Regions from separate parts of the Mus musculus genome. Here all the other regions are linked to region 3. Evidence: chromatin contacts called from public HiChIP or PLAC-seq and promoter capture Hi-C data. All regions are on one chromosome and are shown on one strand. The core of a region is the stretch at or near the end of the contact, and the rest is flanking DNA. Distances in the headings are between cores, read along the strand shown. Region 1 holds the start of Fam193a (family with sequence homology 193, member A). Region 2 holds the start of Tnip2 (TNFAIP3 interacting protein 2). Region 3 holds the start of Ywhah (tyrosine 3-monooxygenase/tryptophan 5-monooxygenase activation protein, eta polypeptide). Region 4 holds the start of Rnf4 (ring finger protein 4). Region 5 holds the start of Mrpl33 (mitochondrial ribosomal protein L33). Region 6 holds the start of Rbks (ribokinase). Region 7 holds the start of AI839979 (expressed sequence AI839979).

Evidence for each region. Promoter capture Hi-C pulls out the DNA fragments that hold promoters and counts their contacts. HiChIP or PLAC-seq counts read pairs in DNA pulled down with a chosen protein or histone mark.
Region 1: a contact with region 3 is called in a promoter capture Hi-C map of liver, with 5 times the contacts expected there. The contact joins the promoter of Fam193a here to the promoter of Ywhah in region 3. A contact is called at or near these places in 2 of 39 promoter capture datasets (liver and pre-B cells).
Region 2: a contact with region 3 is called in a promoter capture Hi-C map of liver, with 3 times the contacts expected there. The contact joins the promoter of Tnip2 here to the promoter of Ywhah in region 3. A contact is called at or near these places in 2 of 39 promoter capture datasets (liver and pre-B cells).
Region 4: a contact with region 3 is called in a promoter capture Hi-C map of liver, with 4 times the contacts expected there. The contact joins the promoter of Rnf4 here to the promoter of Ywhah in region 3. A contact is called at or near these places in 2 of 39 promoter capture datasets (liver and pre-B cells).
Region 5: a promoter capture Hi-C map of embryonic stem cells shows a contact between it and region 3, with 5 times the contacts expected there. The contact joins the promoter of Mrpl33 here to the promoter of Ywhah in region 3. A contact is called at or near these places in 1 of 39 promoter capture datasets (embryonic stem cells) and 2 of 115 datasets of contacts at active chromatin or transcription factors (embryonic stem cells and extraembryonic endoderm stem cells).
Region 6: a promoter capture Hi-C map of pre-B cells shows a contact between it and region 3, with 5 times the contacts expected there. The contact joins the promoter of Rbks here to the promoter of Ywhah in region 3. A contact is called at or near these places in 4 of 39 promoter capture datasets (liver, pre-B cells and stem cell-derived epiblast-like cells), 2 of 115 datasets of contacts at active chromatin or transcription factors (astrocytes and stem cell-derived neural progenitor cells) and 1 of 9 other capture datasets (liver).
Region 7: an H3K27ac HiChIP or PLAC-seq map of large pre-B cells shows a contact between it and region 3, with 4 times the contacts expected there. The contact joins the promoter of AI839979 here to the promoter of Ywhah in region 3.

What each region holds. Positions count from the first base shown.
Region 1 is chr5:34,368,483-34,371,182 of GRCm38.p6, forward strand. Fam193a (family with sequence homology 193, member A) reads left to right here and starts at 1,451. Exons shown (of 21, transcript NM_001243123.1): 1 at 1,451-1,945. The coding sequence starts at 1,724.
Region 2 is chr5:34,512,500-34,515,391 of GRCm38.p6, forward strand. It overlaps Tnip2 (TNFAIP3 interacting protein 2), which reads right to left and starts at 1,480. Exons shown (of 6, transcript NM_139064.2): 1 at 1,120-1,480. The coding sequence starts at 1,398.
Region 3 is chr5:33,017,360-33,020,143 of GRCm38.p6, forward strand. Ywhah (tyrosine 3-monooxygenase/tryptophan 5-monooxygenase activation protein, eta polypeptide) reads left to right here and starts at 1,457. Exons shown (of 2, transcript NM_011738.2): 1 at 1,457-1,795. The coding sequence starts at 1,709.
Region 4 is chr5:34,334,799-34,337,510 of GRCm38.p6, forward strand. Rnf4 (ring finger protein 4) reads left to right here and starts at 1,452. Exons shown (of 8, transcript NM_011278.5): 1 at 1,452-1,743. It also overlaps A830049F12Rik.
Region 5 is chr5:31,612,560-31,615,280 of GRCm38.p6, forward strand. It overlaps Mrpl33 (mitochondrial ribosomal protein L33), which reads left to right and starts at 1,392. Exons shown (of 4, transcript NM_025796.3): 1 at 1,392-1,463; 2 at 2,044-2,062. The coding sequence starts at 1,442. The region is part of intron 2 of Gm38424 (a long non-coding RNA gene); the gene reads left to right.
Region 6 is chr5:31,696,166-31,699,068 of GRCm38.p6, forward strand. It overlaps Rbks (ribokinase), which reads right to left and starts at 1,445. Exons shown (of 8, transcript NM_153196.1): 1 at 1,345-1,445. The coding sequence starts at 1,436. Babam2 (BRISC and BRCA1 A complex member 2) reads left to right here and starts at 1,885. Exons shown (of 12, transcript NM_144541.1): 1 at 1,885-1,912.
Region 7 is chr5:31,569,714-31,572,667 of GRCm38.p6, forward strand. It overlaps AI839979 (expressed sequence AI839979), which reads right to left and starts at 1,684. Exons shown (of 3, transcript NR_102275.1): 1 at 1,471-1,684; 2 at 1,087-1,206; 3 at 1-717.

The sequences.
Region 1 (2,700 bases), core at 201-2,700, 1.4 Mb after region 3:
TAGCACCTATAAACCTGTTTCTTATCCATAGACTATGACTAATAGCACCTCTCAGGAGAGTGTATGTGTGAATGGAGATTTGACAGAGAATGACTGCACTGCTGGACAAATGGTCATTCATTCACCTAGCAATTACTGGAGTGCTGCATGCCCAGCCCTGTGCCTGCAAGGGGTTGGGATTATGGTGGAGGCAAGCACTTCTATATCCTGTGCCCTCTAGGATACTAATGACACTTAAAAATTTCAACTCCATGCCAATGTGCCAAGAACAGAAGAAAGCAAAGTGGTTATGGAAGTAGGGAGGCATTCAACTGGACTCCTTAGATGAAATGGAGGGAAGGGGCGGTCCTGACACTGCCCACCTATGGAGTACTGAGGGAGATTTAGCCTGGCATCCTACTACACTTTAATATCAGAGCTATCCAAGACCTGTTTGGGTGAGGGACCTTCATTCTATTGGGAAGTTAGTCATTGAAACGGGGTTCATCACATTGGGCTGCTCAGGTTTGGGGTGAAAAATGGGTCAGAATTGCTGAATTGGGCCAGAATGACTAACTAGGAGGTAATAGGAGATGGTTCAGGAGCGCATGTCTGTATGTCGCAATGCTAATCTCAACAGATAGCACTTGGTTCCACTGATGGAATCAAAAATAGGTATGAACTGCGGGAAACCTTTGGTTTGGGTCCTTGTACCTATAGGCGATAAGCAGGGCGCCAAGGAACAAGGTTTCTAGGTAGTGGTCCAGACTTCTGTCCTGAACTAAAGTCCTCCTGGTATGTGGTGAATGGAAAGTGATGAATAGCATGGGCGATGGCCTGAGGAAGCGCTCCTTTAAGTATGGAGACTTTAAAGAGAAGCGAGGAAGGAGTGAGGCAGGCTCCTGCTTACTGCAGGCCTTGTCAGCGCAGATGCAGTGAATTACCAGTCGGCGGATGCCGGCCCTCTTTCCACTGGCCCTGGCATAGGCCAAGGTCACACAGCGACAGGTGAAAGGGGCACGCTCGAACCTGGACTGGGCCAAAGTCAGCAGGGCCCACTACGAGCAGGGCAAGAGCTTGGGTCTTTGGCAGGAGGCTGTACTAAAGGAACTGAGAGACCGCCAGAGTTGGAACTGCGAGACCCTCTTGGACCCCGCCCGCCTCCAGCTCCGTCCGTGCGCGGACTACAGATTCCACAGGGCCACGCGGCGCCGGACGTCACCCTAGGCACACCCTCTCCCCGCACGACTAACTGCGCGTGGCCCTACGGGAGTCGTGGTCCCGCCCCACACGCCCGGGCGGAGCCGCGGGCGGCTGGAACTACAGCTCCCGGCATGCCTCGCGCGTGGCGTCGGGGGCGGGGTCCCAGGCCAGGGGCGCGCCGCCCGGGAGGGCGGAGTGCGGGGGGCGGCCGCCCGCGCCCCTCCCCCTGCCGCTGCTTCCCCCCTCCCCCGACGTAAACTGGGATCCCTTTCCCCTTGTGTCCGCCATATTGGACTCTTAACTCTGGTCAGCGGCGGCACCGGGCCCGGTGGACTCGCGTCGCTCTCGCCAGCAGCTGCCCCTCAGATCCCGTCCGCCCCGCCCTCCCAGCCCGGGAGGAGACCCCGCGCCGCGCCCCCCGCCCGGCCGGCCGCAGCGCCCGCCGCCGCCTCCGCCTGCCCGCCGCTGCCGCCGCCGCCCGCGGCCCGGCGCCCGCCCGCGCCCCTTCCCCGCCCGCCGTCCTCCGTCCCTCACTCCCGCCATGAGCCCGGCCGACGCTAAGCGCGGAGCCAAGCGCCGGAAGAACAAGCGCGGCGGCGGCGGTGGCTCGGGTGGCGGCGGCTCGGGCGGCAAGGCCGGCTCGGCGGCGGCCCTGCGCGGCCCCCAGGCCCCGGGCCCCGGCGCGGCGGGCCTGCTGGGCGGCGCGGCGGCCCACGGGCCTCTGGGCGCGGGTGCGGGCGGTGCCGCCGGAGGCTACTTCGAGGTAAGCAGCAGGGGTCCGCGGGCGGGAGCGGCCGCCGCCCCCTCACGAGCGGCCGGGCGGGCGCGGCCGGCGGATAACGGGCCGGCGCCTGCCTAGCTGACAGCTCCTCCCGGGCGCGAGCGCGGCGGAGGGAGGGCGGCGCCGGCGGGACCCCCGAGGCACACCGACTGTGGCCTTGAAAAGTGCCCCCTAGAAGTTTCTGGGTACCGCCTGGCGCACCACGGGCGCGGCTGTCTTGCCCTCTGTGCCTGCTGCTGTAAGCTCTCGGGAGCCGCCGGGGTCTCTTTCCTCAGGAGTGTCAGCTGAGGATAGTCGCAAGGGTTGGGGTAACTATTTTTTCAGGTTTACTTACGCAGGCATGCTGTGGATGGACCGCTGTCTCTTTTATTCTGTTTCAGAAGATAGTGCTGGTACGTGGGATGCAGTTGGCATAATCGGTTCTATAGATTGGATTGGCCACCGAATGATTATGGGTTTCTCTCAAGTTGCGTTCTTGTAAGGTTGCTAAAACAAGTTATCTTCTTTTAAAAAGACATCCACAGTGAAGAAACCAAAGCTTTAAGGGGTATTTGTGTGCCAAGTCATGAGGCAGATTTTTTTTTTTTTTAATGAGATTCGGAATATTGTGTTGGCACAGTATGTATTGAGAGCAGTTGAGAAAATTGTTGGGGATGGGCATGGGTTTTGATGCTCATGTTGTTGCAAGAAAGTACAGTAATGGATAAATACTTAAGTTTTCCTTATTTGTTCCCGGT
Region 2 (2,892 bases), core at 230-2,729, 1.5 Mb after region 3:
TGGTGCCCCCACTGTTGTTGCTTGAATGAGAATGCCCCCACAGGTTCATATATTTGCATTTTTTCATCATCAGATAGTAGCACAATTTGAGAAGGAATAGGACATGTGGCCTTGTTGGAGGAACTGTGTCACTAGGGATGGGCTTTGAGGTTTCAAAAGCCCGCACCAGGCCTAGTGGACGTCTCTCTGCCAGTGGATCAGGATGTAGCTCTCAGCTACTTCTCCAGCACCAAGCTTGCCTGCAAGCTACCATACTCCCCACCATGATGATAATGGACTGACCCTCTGAAACTGTAAGCCAGCCCTCAATTAAATACTTTCTTTTATAAGAGTTGCCTTAGTCATGGTATCTCTTTAACGCAAATAAGGCAGTGATTAAAACAGCTACACACCCCTTTGGGACTAATATAATAATATTACTAATAATATGAGTACATATTGGAGAAGCTTACTACCAACAGAACCACGTGTTCGAGGCTACCTCAGAACATTATGCCCCACAAGATCCCTGCACTCCAGGATCCCTCACATTCCGCAGAACCCTGTCCCCCACAAAACTTCATGAGTAAGTTTCCCACAGCAGTACCCCTCAAAGTCGAGAGACCCAGGGGGTCTGTCCCAAATTAACCTCTATTACAAGTCCCTCAGAAGTGCTCATAACCTCAGCAGGACGTCAGGACTTGGTACTCCTCAAACAGTCACACCCCTACCACCCTGTTGCTCACCAGAACCCCGAGCCCCAGAGACTCCTGCTCACCTCTGGCATATCCCCTGAGCCTACGAATGAATCCCGAACTGCTCAATACCCTGAACTACCCAGACTCTTACCTTCAGACCCTAATCCAACAGGATTACCTGCGCCTCTGATCCCCACGCCCTTCAGACCCTGAAACCTCAGGACCCACTAGTCTCAGGATCTCGTATCCCTCATAACCCAGCTCCTTTCAAACCCCAGCGCACCCCTAAACCACTATGCTCAGACCTCGAGCTCTTCAGACCCGCACCTCGAGCTTCATATCCTCGCGACCCTCAAGACCTCGCGCATCTCTGGACTCCACGTCACTCGCTCCAACAAGTTCCCCAGGCCGCCTTGCGCAGCAGCTCCCGCCCGCCCCGCACCTGCCGCAGCTGGGTCTCCGAAGCGCCTTCCTCCTGTCGTCGCAGCTGCTCACGGAAGCGCTCCACCTGATCCAGAAGTGCGTCCACGAGTGACGGCGCCGTGTGCCCTTCCAGAGCCGCGAGGCGGGTGCGGAGGCTCGCGATGAGGGCGTCACGCGCGGCCAGCTGATCCTTCAGGCGCTGTAGTTGCTGGCCGGCCTCGTGGTACAGGCCACAGAGCGCTGCGGCCGCACGCGGGGCCCCGTCCTGTCTACCAGACCTTGGGTCCCCAGACGACATGGCTGTAGGCCTTCCGTGGGGACTTGGGCGTCTCCAACTTCTCCACACAGGGGGAGCGAAAACCAGCCTTCCCGGAACGTTTCCCGCCCCGCCCACTCCCAGAGCCTAATCCGCCCCCGCCCACAGCTGGCTCCGCCTCGTCCATGGCCCGGAGTCTGACTCCGCCCCGCCTACAGCTGGCTCCGCCTCTCCCACTGCCGGGAGTCTGACTCCGTCCCCTCCCACAGCTGGTCCCTCCTACTCTATGATCTCACTTTCTCTTGACACACCAGCTCCATTCTAGGTGCTGTCTGCTCTATTCCCTGCGTCTGAGGAATTTTCCTGGAGTCAGACCCCATCTGCGACCAGGGTTTGGGGTTAGGTATCCTCTGGTACAGCAGCTGAAGAAAAGCAAATAAATCAAAGGACTTCAAACATGGGACGTAGAGTGTGGTCAGGTTTCATTGGCTGGGCTCCTTCCTCTTCCGGGACTTGACATGCGTTTCTTCATAGAGGGACACTGACCCAGAAAGGTGTTCCCATCCAGAGTACATGATGGAGCCCAGAGCCAGCCACCAAACCCCAGCATGCCCCTAAATTCGCGTTAGGATGGCCTTAGCGCTAGAAGCTGTTCTAGCAGAAGACAAGAGGGTGCCCACCCTTTCCTTCCCACAGTTTCCATATGAACACTGTTTTTCCACTGGGAAGTCTCTCCTCCGTGAGAATCTTTCAATGGCTCATTGCTAAGATCTCATGGAGGTCCCCTCCCTATGTGAGGATGTGTGTCTCCTTTTCTGCTCAGTCTTCTACTCTCAATACCCTGTCTGCTCACAGGCAAGCTCTGGTTGAGCCTGCAGGAACACACTCACTTGCAAGTATAAAACTATAAGCAAAGCCAGACCTCGCCAAGAATGTATGGGATGGATACTGGGAGTCACAGACCTGGCTCACTTATGTTCAGTTCCTTCTTAGCCCTTCCAGCCCAAAACTTCTGCTCAGAAAAGATGGGTCACAGTTGCTTCCTTCCCTACCTGGTAGGGGTGTTGTGGAACTAGAGAATGAGTGCGTATTTCTTTTCTATTAGTGTGACAAAATGCCAGGACCAAGGCAGCGTATAGAAGAAGCATTACTTGGGATAAAGGGTCAGATGTTTAAAGCTGATAGCTCACATCTTGATTACAAATCAGGAAGCAGAGGGCAAGCTGAAACCTCAGAATCTCTCTGCCCATAATGGCACAGCTCTTCCAACAGGCCATACTTTGAAATCCTTTCTAACCTTACATGAGTCACCAACTGGGGACCAAGTATCCAAACATGAGTCTATGGGAGCTGTTCTCATCCAAACTTCCATGATTAAATGATTGTCCAGCACAGTCATTGCTATGGTCATGCAGGGTCATCTTGATTGACTGAGGCAGTTGTGGGATGAAGGGGAAGTGGGTGTGGGAGTGGATATCACACAGAAGAACCCTGGCCCAGAGCTGATATGTGGCTTTAACTCTTCACTACTATTCC
Region 3 (2,784 bases), core at 207-2,706:
ACATATATATATCATAGCTGGGTGTGGTGGCGCACACCTTTAATCCCAGCACTCGGGAGGCAGAGGCAGGCGGATTTCTGAGTTCGAGGCCAGCCTGGTCTACAGAGTGAGTTCCAGGACAGCCAGGGCTACACAGAGAAACCCTGTCTCAAAAAACAAAACCAACAAAAACAAAAACAAAAACATGGCTCCTGAGCAGTCTTCAACATGAGCACACACACACACACTCCTCAGTGAACCTAAGGCCCCTTCTTCTGTGCTACAGTGGGCTAGATTTTTCTTATGTGTGTGCATGGCTTCTCTTTGTGTAACAGCCGTGTGTGTGTGTGTGTGTGTGTGTGTGTGTGTGTTTCAGACAGGATTTCTCTGTGTATCCCTGACTGGCCTAGAACTCAGAGATATGCCTGCCTGTTCCTTTGTTTCCTGGCTACTAGGATTAAAGACATGTTCCACCATGCCAGACTGTTTTGTTTTAATTGCACTTTTTCTAGCTTGAGGTCCAACCCAGGGACCTTTAGCACAGAACGACAGGAGCGGTGAAGGCTTAGTGTCCAGTCCATCGCCACAGAAATCCAAGAAGACACTGAAATTAGATTTTGGCCCCTCCACAAATAGGATATGTCACCTTGCCTTGAATTTTTGTTCCTTCTTCCACTGAGCATCAGGCCCTCCAGGCCAACACTGCACCTCTGACCTATAATCACTAATTCCCTAAAAAGATTTGAACCAGGCTAAGTCGACCCTGATAGTTGCCAACTTTTGGTTTTCCTAGGTTTACCAGGGTTGTAGATTGCACTTCTGCTTTGAAGAATGGGGGACCTGCTGAGCCTTTCCCGGAGTGGTTGTATGAAATAGGTTAGTGCTAGTCAAGGCCCAACAGTAAGTCAGGTCCCCGTAGGTATGTCCTGAACGCTACTCCGCTCTGCCAAGTTCCCTATCCCTTCCTGTGCAAGCCAGAGCTGGCCCAAGGTCAGTTTTAAGGATGGCACTACCCTGCAGTATTGTGGATTCTAGTGTGTCTGTGAGGGGCTGTCCCAAAGGGCAGGACCCACCCCACGCCGCTGACAGAGCTGACCGCTTGCTGGAGGTGGCAACACCCAACAAAGCCGCCCCTCGGTCCGGGGCGCCTCGGCTTTTCCATACAGGGTTATCTGCGGGTATCTGCTTCTCAAGCCCGAGCTCTATCATGGGTTCTGTAGCGTTTTCCTGGCCAGGGCTGCGACAACGCCTGCCTGCGGAACCACCATCGCCGCGCCCCAGCCGCTCCCCACCCTCCAACGCTGCGGCGGTAAACTGCAGTACTCCTAAGGCGCCTGCGCAGCTCTCCAGCGCGGCCCTCGCCGCGGCTATTTATAGTAGGTGACGTCACCTTAAAAAGACCGTTAGGGCTGGGCCGCCCCGCCCCCTCCCGTAGCTCGGCGGGCTGATCCGAGTGCGCAGGCGTGGTCGCGTCCTCCCCGCCCGCCCGCCCGCCCGCGGCGCCCCCTATCCTCTCTCGGCGGCTCCGCGGCGCTCGCCACAGCGCGTGCAGCCAGCCAGCGAGAAGGCGCGAGCGGCGGCGCAGCCTGCAGCCTCCCGCCAGCCGGCGAGCCAGTGCGCGTGCGCGGTAGCGGCCTCGGCGGCGACCGGGAAGCGGACGGGCGGGCGAGCGAGCGAGCGAGTGAGCAGGCGGTGTGGGCGTGCGAGGCGAGGCCGAGTCGCGAGCGACATGGGGGATCGAGAGCAGCTGCTGCAGCGGGCGCGACTGGCGGAGCAGGCGGAGCGCTACGACGATATGGCCTCCGCCATGAAGGCGGTGAGCGCGCTGGGGAGCCGGGCGGCCGGGGGCTGCGGGGCGGGGCGGCCCGAGCCTGGGCGGCGGCTCTCTCCCTACGCGCCGCCACCTTTTGGGCGCGGCGGCCGCTGGACTCTCCGTTTCCTGCGGCCTGGCCGGGGCGGGGTCTCCCCGGGAGGCCTCTCGGTGGCTGGCGGGCGGGGGTCGCCGTGTCCTAGCGCAGAGCCCCGGTGGGGGAGGGGGTGCCCGAGGAAAGGAGGAAGTCGCGTTCCTGCTTCTAGACCCTTCTGCCGGACCTGGGCGAAAGGCGCTTTCCTTCCACCATTCACCCACTTGTAATAAAGGCTCATCCGCGAGTGGAGACCCATCTCCTGGTTTTCTCTACTACGACCGGTTTGGTTTGCTTGTCTGAAGTTGTTTTTTTCCCCCACTTTCCACACCTCGGGTCTGGCTTTGTGTGGGAAGACCCCTTTCCAGCAGTCCTGGGCGTGAAGGAGGGTGTGGGTCCCTGCATACATCCCAACGGTCCATGCTGCGTGCCTTCCTGGAGATGAAATGAAAACGAAGCAACCCTGGGGGCCTTTGCATTCCTGAGACCCTCAGAGATGGATTCTGGAGCTTGATTTCCGGTAAAGGAGACCTGCCCAGCCACACCCTAGTCAATAGCTTAGCCTAGAGCCTACCTGCCTACCCAAGACTTTGGAGTTCTGTTACCACATCACTATAGACAACTCTTCACATCATCCTGGGTTTTTTCTAAAAGAATATTTCTTGTCAAGGTCACACAGTGGCAGAATTACAACTGTGGCCACCTAGCTCTTAAGACTAGGGAGAAAATTTCCTTGGATTCCACCTTAGACTTCTAAATACATAAACATTTTTGAGGGTGAGACCCAGAAATCTGCATTTTAGCAGCCCTTGGGCAGTTTTTAGCTGACCTAAGTATTAACTGCCCTGAATTGTAGCTCATATGACCTATGGCTAGTCTTTGAAAGGCTTTCTTAAACCCA
Region 4 (2,712 bases), core at 202-2,701, 1.3 Mb after region 3:
CTGCCTCTGCCTCCTGAGTGCTGGGATTAAAGGCGCCACCACTGCTCGCTTTTTTTGGTGTTTTTTGAGTCAGTGTTTCTGTATAGCCTTGACTGTCCTGGAACTAGCCTATCAGGCTAGCCTCAGACTTAGAGATCTGCCTGCCTCTGCCTCCTGAGTTTAATCTCTGCTGGGATTAAAGGTGTGGGCCACTACTTCCTGGCAAGAAATATTTAACTGTTTAACTGCAAACAGAACCTTTAACCTATAAGGGTATATATTCCTGTTTTGGTCTCACCTGATTTAAGTATTCAAAAAATTATAAGAAATACCTACATTTTTCTTACAAATGTAAGTTCTCTTTATTCCTATTTATAACATTTGGAAAGCATGCCCAAAACATCAAAACACATTTTACACTGGAGTCAGGTATGTATTTATCATACACACTTTATCCTAAGTTCTCTTATAATTCCATAAAACGTCAGAGATTGTAATATGGAAAATATTAACGGTCGGGTTTTGATCTGCTTCGCCATGTTAATCAATCTTCCAGGATCTATATCCCCACAGAAGCAATTCAACCACATTTAGGATAACCTTCAAATCATCTGCTCAAGTAGTCTGAGGGTCCTCATCTATTTCTTTCTAGTTGCTATTTATCTATGGATAGATCATTTTCCAGTTGCTAAACCCATCCCTCCACCTAGCCCAGGAGCAGCAGGACTTGTATTACCTGTTAGCACTCACATTCTTATTAACCGGCAGAAGTAGGTAAAATGGATAACCTGTAATAGGTGTGAATGGACTGAGACTTGCCTAAAGTTATTATACTGGTTTTCAGATTCAGGTAAGAGAGATTCTGTAACATGAGATGTCCTAAGACCCAATTCCAGGCCCTGGTCTTGCCCGAGGCCGTTCTTTGCATTCCATGGGACTTGTGTTCTGAGTCCTGCCTTTCTCGCCTCTGCCCCGACACACTTGGGCAGCTAACCCGCAGACTCCTGGGCATGCCCAGCTCTACCTTCCCCCGCCTTTAGCACACACAATGTCTAACTGGACGTTCTCTTTCGTCTAGTCCTCAAGCTTCCTCCAGGTAGGCCTCCCAAACGTATAGGTGAGCCCCCTGTCCAGATGATGGGATTCCTGCGAGGGAGAGTCCGGGGACCGACATGCCTAAGAGCCTGGCACTTATGGTGCGAATCCCGGCCTGGTTGCCTGTGGATCAGCAGAAAATTGGGGCCTTGGGCGAGTCTCTGGTACGCCTCATTAACGACCGAGGAGACGGAGAAGGGTACGGATTATGGTTTAGGGCTAGATGCAGCCGTAAGGGCCACCGTATACCAGGTCAGAAGCCAAACGAAAAGTCAAACACCCAGCGGGCAAGCTCGCGACGCGCCTCAGCAACGACACCGCCAAGTTCTCGTGGGAGGAGCGCGACTGGCGGCACTCTCGCGGGAAGTGGAAGCTCCCGCAAGCAGGCGGGGGGCGTGACCGGAAGAAGGTGTATTTCAAAGTGGTAATAGATGGTTTTCTCACCCAATAAAATTGCAATTTATCCTCCTAAACCGGTAGAGCACGGGAGAAAAGGCGGGAGAGGCCAATAAGGGCTGAGAAGGGCGGGCCGGTGCCGGACGAGCGGAAGTGGGTCTTCGTGAGGCGGTGGAGGCTTGCTTGAACGGGTCTCCTCAGCGGCGGCTGGAGTCGGTACGTCCTTGCCCGAGCTCATCAGCCGAGGCGTCTGGCAGCAAACCCCAGCTCCAAGTAAGGCTGGGCTCCGCAGCATGGAAGCGGCGGGGCAGGGCGGTGCGGGCGTGGAGCGCGGGCGGCCTCTCGGCCCGCACTGGGGTTGGTGGCCGCCCGCCTCTCGCAGAACCGCGCTTCTCCGGCTTGGGCCCTCTGCCGCCTCTTTCCCGGAGAGCACGCGGTTGTCGGAACATGGAGCGGCGCCGTCGTCGGAAGTAGGGAAATGTCTTGTGTGGGGGTATCCGCTCGCCAACCCGCGGCCTGGCCGGAGAACCTCTTTCGCCAAGTAGGAAGGGAAACTGAGGCTCGGCGAGGGTTGGGGGTCGCCCAAGGTCACTCTCGGGGCCGGGCGGGCGGATTGCAGAGAACCTGAGCGAGGTTTTTGTTCCTTGCTGATGACGCAGCCTTTGTGTGGTCGCGTCGCCGCCCCGCCTTCCGGAGGCCTGCGAGTTTGCTGGGGCACCCGGGCCGCGTGGCGGGCCGTATCTAAGTTGCGAGAGTGCCGAGGACGCTTGCGGGCTTTGGAGCTGAATGGGGTTTGGGCTTCCAGGAGCCACTTTTGGTTCTATCTATGGTTAGTCAAGCGGGCGATTGCGACCTCCATCCTTAGCCCGGTGCCTGCTCGGGCCCTTCCCTCAGGGCCACATCTGTACACAGGGATAGGAAACTTAACCTTTAACATTGTTCGCAGTGGACGCCATTGTCCACATTTTGATTAGGGCGGGGGAGGAGTCCAGATATGGGCGTTCCTGCTTTTTGTTTTTTTAAACTTTACCCCTGGGCGTTTTAAGCTTCAGTTTTTCGGTCTGCCGTTTAGTTTAGGTTGCCCAAGTAATTGGGGGAGCCCGAGGTTCACAAAGGCTGAGGTAGTCTGAGGTCTTTCAGCCTGCAGATTGACTCTTGTTCCTGACAATGGTGAGAGGGAACCTCTCTCCAGCCCAGACCCCACACACACCTGGTGCTTTTTCTTTTTAATGGTTGGAGAAA
Region 5 (2,721 bases), core at 142-2,641, 1.4 Mb before region 3:
CCAATGTTGCTTTCTCTCTACCCTATTTAATTTTTTTGGAGATAGGATCTTTACTGAACCTGGAACTCTCTGATTTAGCTAGACTAGCACTAAGTACATGCCTGCCATATTTGAAAATTTAAAATATGACCTCCAGATTTTGAAGATTTGGATTCAAGACCTAGACTTTCCACTAATAACTGGAACAGCCTTGGCCAAGTTAGTTATTCTTATCCTTGGATTCCTCACATGGAAATGGAAATACAGCATTGCTGAGAAGATCACTTAAGACAACAACAACAACAACAACAACAACAACAACAACAACAACAACAGGCCAGAGAGGATTGCTTAGCCACTATGAATATTTGTTGCTCTTGTATGGGAGTAGGGTTTGCTTTCCAGTACCCACATGGTGGCTCACAACTATCATAACACTCTGGTTCCAGATTTGAAGCATGATGCTAAACTTCTCAGGTACCAGGCACACAAGTGGTACACAAATATACAAGCAAGCAAAACACTCAGGCGTAAAAATAAATTATAATATAGGGAGAGTCATTATAAACACACAAATTAAGCAAAACAACAGCAAAAATAATAAAATCCTGATTATTAATTGGGAGATGAAGTTACCAGTGAGGTCCCTGGTGGTGGAGTTAGGACTTCTTGCACAGGCATAAAAATATTGCTGGGCAAATGGTAGATCAGAGTACAATATCCAGAGACTACCCCACCCGGGGATCCATCCCATAATCAGCCATCAAACCCAGACACTATTGCATATGCCAGAAAGATTTTGCTGAAGGGACCCTGGTATAGCTGTCTCGTATGAGGCTATGCCAGTGCCTGGCAAATACAGAAGTGGATGCTCATAGTCATCTATAAGATGGAACATAGGGCCCCCAATGGAGAAGCTAGAGAAAGCACCCAAGGAGCTGAAGGGGTCTGCAACCCTATAGGTGGAACAACACTATGAACTAACCAGTACCCCCAGAGCTCGTATCTCTAGCTGCATATGTATCAGAAGATGGCCTAGTCGGCCATCACTGGGAAGAGAGGCCCCTTGGTATTGCAAACTTTATATGCCCCAGTACAGGGTGGGTAGGGGAGCATATAGGGAACTTTCGGGCTAGCATTTGAAATGTATATAAAGAAAATATATAATAAAATTAAAAAAAAAAAAAGATAGATCAGTGTCTCTTGGGAAAGGCTACATGTTTTGGAGCCAGGCAGATCTGGGTATTGTGATATTTGGCAGTATTATCTTTTGTATGGAGGGGGGGTCCTTCCCATAATACCACAAAATTCACTACCAATAAATCACTGAGTCAGAGACTGCCCGAACTTCAGGGGAGGGCGTGGCTTCTGTCCACTTCCTGAGCCTTCTACCGGAACCCGCGCATGCCCCGGAAGTAGTCGTTGAGCTCTTTAGGCGGGTCTCGGTGAGAATCGGTGGACCATGCTGCTCTCCGCTGTCTCTTGTAAGTCGGTCTGAGGCGGCGGCAGGGCCTGCGGCGTGGAGCCGAGGCGGTGACCCGCAGGTCCCGAGGTGGAGCCCGGAGGGGTGGAGGACCTGGCGCGGCGGCTGCCACCCCGCGGCGCGCCTCCGGGTCTGGTGAGAAGGCGGCGGGAGCCCCGTCGCCCTCTGCAGGGGTGTCCGAAGAATGTCTACTGGCCGCTGTGGTATTACCCCGCTGCCTGGCTCCTGGCTGACATCCTGATTAGAGTTAGCATCTCAGGCGACTTTGCTGCAGTCTGTAAAGTTCAAACAAGAGCTGTGTTGCAGTACAAATATTTACACTATAGAAGGGTGGGGATAGAGCAGATATTACTTAGAACGATGTTAAGATGGCAGACAACTGTTGATTATACCAAGACAACAACAACAACAAAACATTCATAATTGTGTGGGCCAGACTCACACCAGGAAAAAGTTATTTTAGTGTAAAGTGGGGAATACTTTTAAAGTGTTTTTGGTTACAACTAATGTTGATAAGCACTTCGAATGAAAAAAATAACAACCTTATCTTTTTTCTTTCTTCCAACCTTTACACACACAAGTTGCCAAGAGCAAGTCAAAGTAAGTAAGGTTTTTGTTTTATTGGCCCAGTGTTTGGGTTTGATCTCCCAAGAGTTGATCTGGGGTTATTTATTTGGTTAATTATTTTGTTGATGTGAGCACCTTGGGGGAAAAGTCCTTTGATGGTGCTACCATTGACAGTTCGATCCTGGGTTGCAGATACATAAGCTGAGAATGCATCTGATATACCAAAACCACAGATCATGTCGCTTAGCAACCCTGCTTCCTCTTCCCTTTGTGGCTGGTAGGAAGCCGAGGTACCCGTTACTAACTGGGGAAGAGAGCACAGTGGGAAATGTGGCCTCTTGCAAAGCAGTGCATTTGCACTGGGTAAACTGAGGATGTAAGTTGAGGACTGTGCTGTCTCCCTTCTGTCCCAGGGAGTATTCACAGCCTTTGTGTAAAGGAACTTTGCTTCTGGTCTCACCTCAGAATCTATTAGTTCATTGCTTTGCTCCTAAAGCAAGCATCAGGCTGGTGATCTGTTTGGCTCTACCTAACCAGAGCCATTTGCCTGAGTCTTCTGCAGGAATCTACAGATGAGCTCTGATTTGATGGAAACCTAGAGCCTGTTTATAGAAGTCAGTCCAAGCACTAGAAAGATTGCAGAGCTAAGCGTTAGGCAGCTGGAACTGAGAGGCTAGACCTGTGCCTTGCCT
Region 6 (2,903 bases), core at 195-2,694, 1.3 Mb before region 3:
TCTTTTCTTTTTCTTTTTTTTTTTTTGTTTTTTTCGAGACAGGGTTTCTCTGTGTAGCCCTGGCTGTCCTGGAGCTTACTTTGTAGACCAGGCTGGCCTGGAACTCAGAAATCCGCCTGCCTCTGCCTCCCAAGTGCTGGGATTAAAGGCGTGCATCACCACGCCCGGCCCCAGTCTCCTTTTTAATTCCATCTTTTCTGTTGTGTTTGGTAATTTGAAAGCATAGACTTATTTATTCTATCTATCTATCTATCTATCTATCTATCTATTGTGTACACACTCATGCATCACATATGTAGTGTCCTTCCACCATACTGGGCTCCAGGAACTGAAGGGCATTAGGCTTTAGTCAAGCACCTTTACCTCATAGCCATCTTGATGAATCTGATAACAATTTATAATGTTTTAAGCAAGATTAAGTTAGATATATGAGGCCCCTGGAGCTGTTTTTAAAGTAGATATAGGTAGTTTGGTGAAAGGGTTTGGTTGTTTTGATTACCCCAAGGCCTTATTTCAAAGTTCTCTGCTATCTTTTGGAAAAATAGTTTAGGGACCGATGACACTAAGTTGCTGGGAAATATGGTTATTAACATAAACAGAATTATATGGCCTGAGTTTTTTGGAATACCTGAACTATTTTTTTTTCTACAATGTATATTGCTTATCTGCTTGGAAAGCTGTTTTCATAAAAACAGACGACAAAGCAGAAGGATCTTCCCTACAACCTCTCTGACCTAACTCAACTATTCTCATTTAGCACTATTTGGTCAGGTTTTTAGTGGCTGTAATTGTCATGTTTGTGTGTGTGTGTGTGTGTTTTAAATTTTGAATTCACACTTAGGTTCACCACAAAGGTTGGCCCATGGTTACATTTCCACATAAAAGTAAACTGTAAATATGGAACACTGCAGGAATGCCAACATGAGTGAAAAGGTGTTTGCCTCAGTGCCTTCTTTCACGTGTTCAATCCAGTAATACCCAGTTGGGTCTGGTGGACAAAACACTTCTTGTGCTCTCAACCCTGTGAAGTAGGTACATCATGTTCTCAGAGGTTAAAATGTCATGGGGCAGCCTGGCCAAGGAAACAGGTGCAGGTGTTTGGGGGCGCCCGTAGGTGGGGGTGTCTATCAAAGCTTTCATTCAGTCCCCCCACCCCCCATCCCTGTCCCTTCCTCTGTCATTGACCTCCACAAACTTGAATTCTGCCTTTTCACCTCAGAAGTCGTGCTTGGAAACCTGAAGCTTTCAGGAAAGTTCCAATGGTGGGTGCCCACCGATCCGAGGCCCGGGCATCCACAGTGTGGCTCGCCCTCCCGAGACCTTGCGCTGCGGCCCCGCACTAACCTGACCAGGTCGGTCATGCAGGAACCCACCACTACCACCGCTGCTGCCTCCTCCTCCTGCCAGGGCCTCCCGGGCTCCCCACACGCCGCCATTACTAATCCTGCTCAACCCTGACGCTGCCCTTTGCCCTTTGCCTGACCCCGTAACCAGGGACGCCGCCCCGTCCTCCTTAACGACGCGGGCGTTCCACCCGCCTGTGCCGGTCGCCCTCCCAAATGCCCGAAATCTCTCCGGCCTTTGGCTAGTCCTGATCCCTCTGGGACCGGTGTTCCTGCCCCGCCTCACAAGCACAGGGCCCGGCCGCCACGGCGAGAATGACAGAGCGCGCCAAGCACTAGGCCAGAGCTCCCGGGAACCTTCAGGCGCTACCCGGTCGCCTTCCTCAGCTTCCGGCTTCTCGGCGCGGGGACGCGCACGCCCGGCCGGCTCCGGAGAGGGCGGGACGTCCGGGGGAGCGCGCACGCATCCGGCCCGCGGTTCGCGCGCAGGTCGGTGCGTCGGTCGGGGGCGCGCTCGGGTAACCTGTACCCCGTCTAGTCGCCGGTTACTGATCGGACTTAAGTTCCAGGTACCTGGACCCGGGCTGGTGCGGGGAGGTTGGATCTCAGTCGCACAGGTGGCGCAGAGAGCCATGTTTGAGTATGGCCAGAGAGCTAGCCTCTTCAAGAGAAGGCCCGCGTTCCAAAGATGCCCCGCTCGCCCCACAGCACGCGGATTCCCTCAAGAGCCGCCCCCAAGATCTGAGGCTTCTCTTTCTCCACGTATCTCGTTCAGTCCTGGTTTCTGATGAAGCCCGCCTCTTTTTGCACTTGATGAGGGCATCATACAATTTGGGAGAAAGGGTTGGATCCCTTTAGATTCTCCTCAGAATGGGTGGACATTCTTTGGATCGGAACCAATTCGCTCTCCCCGCCCCTCCCTGATGTTGCCCAGTGGAGAAATTGCTCCCCCACAGTAACTTCCCTCGTGCGCCATATGACGTGGACGTGATGCAGCAGGAGGCCACCCCTTTCCGTTCCATGACGTCAACGGGGGCACATGTTTCCGTGTTTGTCATCCTCTCCTAATTGCGAGAGCCTAGATGGTGCTTTATACGTCTTTGTGTTCCCCAGACAGCCTGCCCACTAAAAGACCTCATGTGACCTTATCTTGCGGCAGCAGATTTTTTTATAAAAATTATATATTTGCATCTTCCGTCTGCAATACATCAAAATCAGGAAATACAAATTGCAAAACAAGCATTCAAGAGAGGCAGGTCACCAAAATTTCCTGCTTCTCTGGAATCAGTTATAATGGTGCCATATGTAAAGGAGAGGTGTGTGTTTCTAATCCATATCCCTGCATATTGTACCAAAGAATCATCTTTTTTTTTTTTTTTCTCTTCAAATTCCTGATTTTGGAGTCAGTATAGTTTTTTTTTTTTTTAACTTTCATTTGTTAGTGAAGTCACACTTACTGAAACATCTTGAAGCTGCACAAAACCTTGCACTGTCAAAAACTTGTATTATAGCTGCTGTTCTGGAGATAAAGACAGAAATCCATTCCCTCAGGTGTGATCC
Region 7 (2,954 bases), core at 434-2,933, 1.4 Mb before region 3:
TGCCTCTTTCACTTTCAGCCATGTGAGGAACTTGATCGTTTTTCCTACTTATTCATTGATATATATATTTATTCACTTTACATCCCAATTGCTGCTCCCCTCTCCCCGTACCTCCTTCACACAGTCCCCCATCCCCTTTTCCTCTGAGAAGATGGAACCCTCCCTCTTCCCTCGGTTATCCCCCAACCTAGGTACATCAAGTCTTTGCAGGGCTAGGCACATCCTTTCCCACTGAGGCCAGACAAGGCAGCCTAGTTAAGGGAACAGGACCCACAGGCAGGCAACAGATTCAGGGACAGCCCTTGCTCCAGTTGTTGGGAGATCCACATGAAGACCAAGCTACATATCTGTTCCATATGTGCAAGGAGGCCTAGGTCCAGCCTGTGTATGCTCTTTGGTTGATGGTTCAGTTTCTGGGAGCCCCTAGTGGTCCAGGTTAGTTGACTTTGTTGGTCTTCTTGTAGAGTTCCTATTTCCTTCAGGGCCTGCAATCCTTCCCACAACTCTTCCACAAGAGTCCCCAAGCTCCATTTAATGTTTGACTGTGGGACTCAGCATCTGTTTCAGTCAGCTGCTGGGTAGCTGTCAGAGGAGTTATGCTAGGCTCCTGTCTACAAGCACAACAGGCTCCATATCCTCACTGCTAGGAGTCTCAGCTAAAGTCACCCCCATGGACTGGGATGGGTGAGACTCCCGGGAGCTTTACCATTTTGTCTGCTGTGAGAGAGAAGTCAGGAAAAACAAAAACAGAGCCTACTTAATTGAGTTCGGAACTTAAATCTGCCAGAACCCAATGCAGTGGGTGCCCTCACTGCCAGATGGCCAGCAGGTCCTTGGGAGTAAACCAGAAGACAGTTTTAAGAGGCTGTTGTTTCCCTAAGGACATAGCTTATAATCTGCCTGTGCTTGAAGTACTTGCACATACAGAGACTTCTTCTTTTTAAGCACATATTGATTAAATATAATGAGGCATACTGAGGTTGAGAGGAGAGATCAGGGAGGGAGGCGTCCATGCATACCCAGGGCTTTGAACAAGGGCTCCCCGACTCAAGGAAGTGCACAAACCCAAAATTACCAGGAACCTACCTGTGAGTTTGTTGTGGACAGTTTCTGGGATTCTGTGTAGCCTTTATCAGCATCTCTAAAGGGTCATTGTCCAAATATAGTTAAACAGACTTCGGACACGGAAGCGTTGGACTCCCATTCCTAGGCACAATGGCACAGTTTATAGCAGGTCCCTGTCAACCTCACTCCATCACCCCCTCAAATCCTTGCCTAGAAATCTATTCCAGCTAGCCTCCTTTTGCCCTACCAGGGGGAGGGGAAATCCGAAAGCTTATTTTTAGGCAGGCCCTGCCAAGACTCCCCGCAGTGGCTGGACTGCTGCTGGGCCTGAGGGGTGCCCGCGCCCCAGGAGGACAAGCAGTGTGCGGGAGGGGCCTGCGGGCACGAGCGGATGTCACAGCTTACCTCAGAGCCTGAATTAGAAGCCTGAAAAAAAAAATCACAGCAGGAAATAATGTGGTGCCCAAAATAGAAACATCAACCGGGAGAGAGGCCGGGAGTAGGTGGCGTTTGAGGCTCCTGCAGCGTCCTCCCCAGAGGCCTCCTGACAACCGGCAAGCGGGTTGGCATGAGATTGCAACCCAGCCCAAGAGGCCACAAAGGCACCGGCTGGATGTTTCAGCAAGGGAGAAGGAATGGGCAGTAAAGTGGAGAATCAGGACCGCCTCCTCTTCCCTCCCTCTCGACTTTCTCCTTCCTTCTCCAAAGTCTTACCGCCACCGCTGACCCCTTCCTCTTTTTCGGCATCATCCCTCAACCTTCTCCCCACACAATGACTTCTGCTTTTTTCCTCACTCTCTAGTGCCCCTTCTTCTCTGATACTGCCCCCACCCCGCTTCCTCCTTTCCCTCCCCACACCAAGCCCTTCATTTCTCCTGGGTGGTCTCTGCCCCAACCCGCCGCCCCCCAGCCTCCCGGTGCTTTTGGGTGCCTTCCTAGGTAACTAGTGGGAGCTCAGTCTAGCAGCAGCTAACTGAAGGTCAGCCTCCTGTGCCTGACTGCAGCCTGGCTGCACTGATCTCCCCTTCACCCCACACTCAGCACCCTCCACGCCTCTTTAGAGAAAAGGAGGCCCTGGAGTCTAAGGAAGATGGCAGGGTCAGGACTCCTTCCTCTGGGGCCTCTGGAGGGCTTGAGAGGAAGCAGAAACTTTGCAGGCAATCTTGGACTGTCTCTCCCTTCACAGCTGAGTTCCTGGTAGATTGCATGGTTTGCCAAATTTCCGTGTTTCTCATGCTGGCATGTGCCATTGGGCAAGGTATAAAGTCGGTGAGAACCAGACTTAAGGTCTCTCTGATGCTCCCCTTAACCTTCACCAACCCCGAGTGGGGAAACATCTGTGATCTCCTTTACAGTGGGAACTCAGATGCAGCAGGTGAGCTGGAGGATGGGGGACACTGGAGGATGGGGGACACTGGAGGATGGGGACACTGGAGGATGGGGGACACTGAGGATGTCTTTAATCTTAGCACTAGGTAGAGGCAGATGATCTCTAGGAGTTAAGAGTCCATCCTGGTCTACATGGTGAGTTCCAGGCTAGCCAAGGCTACATAGTGAGACCCTGTCTTTAAAAACAAAGGAAAGAAAAGTCGGAGTAGTAGGCATGCTGCATGTTTGTAAGAGTAGAAGGGCTGGGATCGAGGCACAGGGAGTGCAGCCCCTCTACTGACCTTGAACTTGGACCAAGTTCATTGACTTGGTATTTCCATACCCGGTTTTCTTCGTAACAAGATTTGTTTTTTATTATTTCTTTTCTGAATGTAAGCATGAGACATTCCATTACATATGTTGGGTAATTTCAATTATTAAAAATTCCCTAGGTGGGGCTGGAGAGATGGCTCAGCAGTTAAGAGCACTAACTGTTCTTCCAGAGATCCTGAGTTCAATTC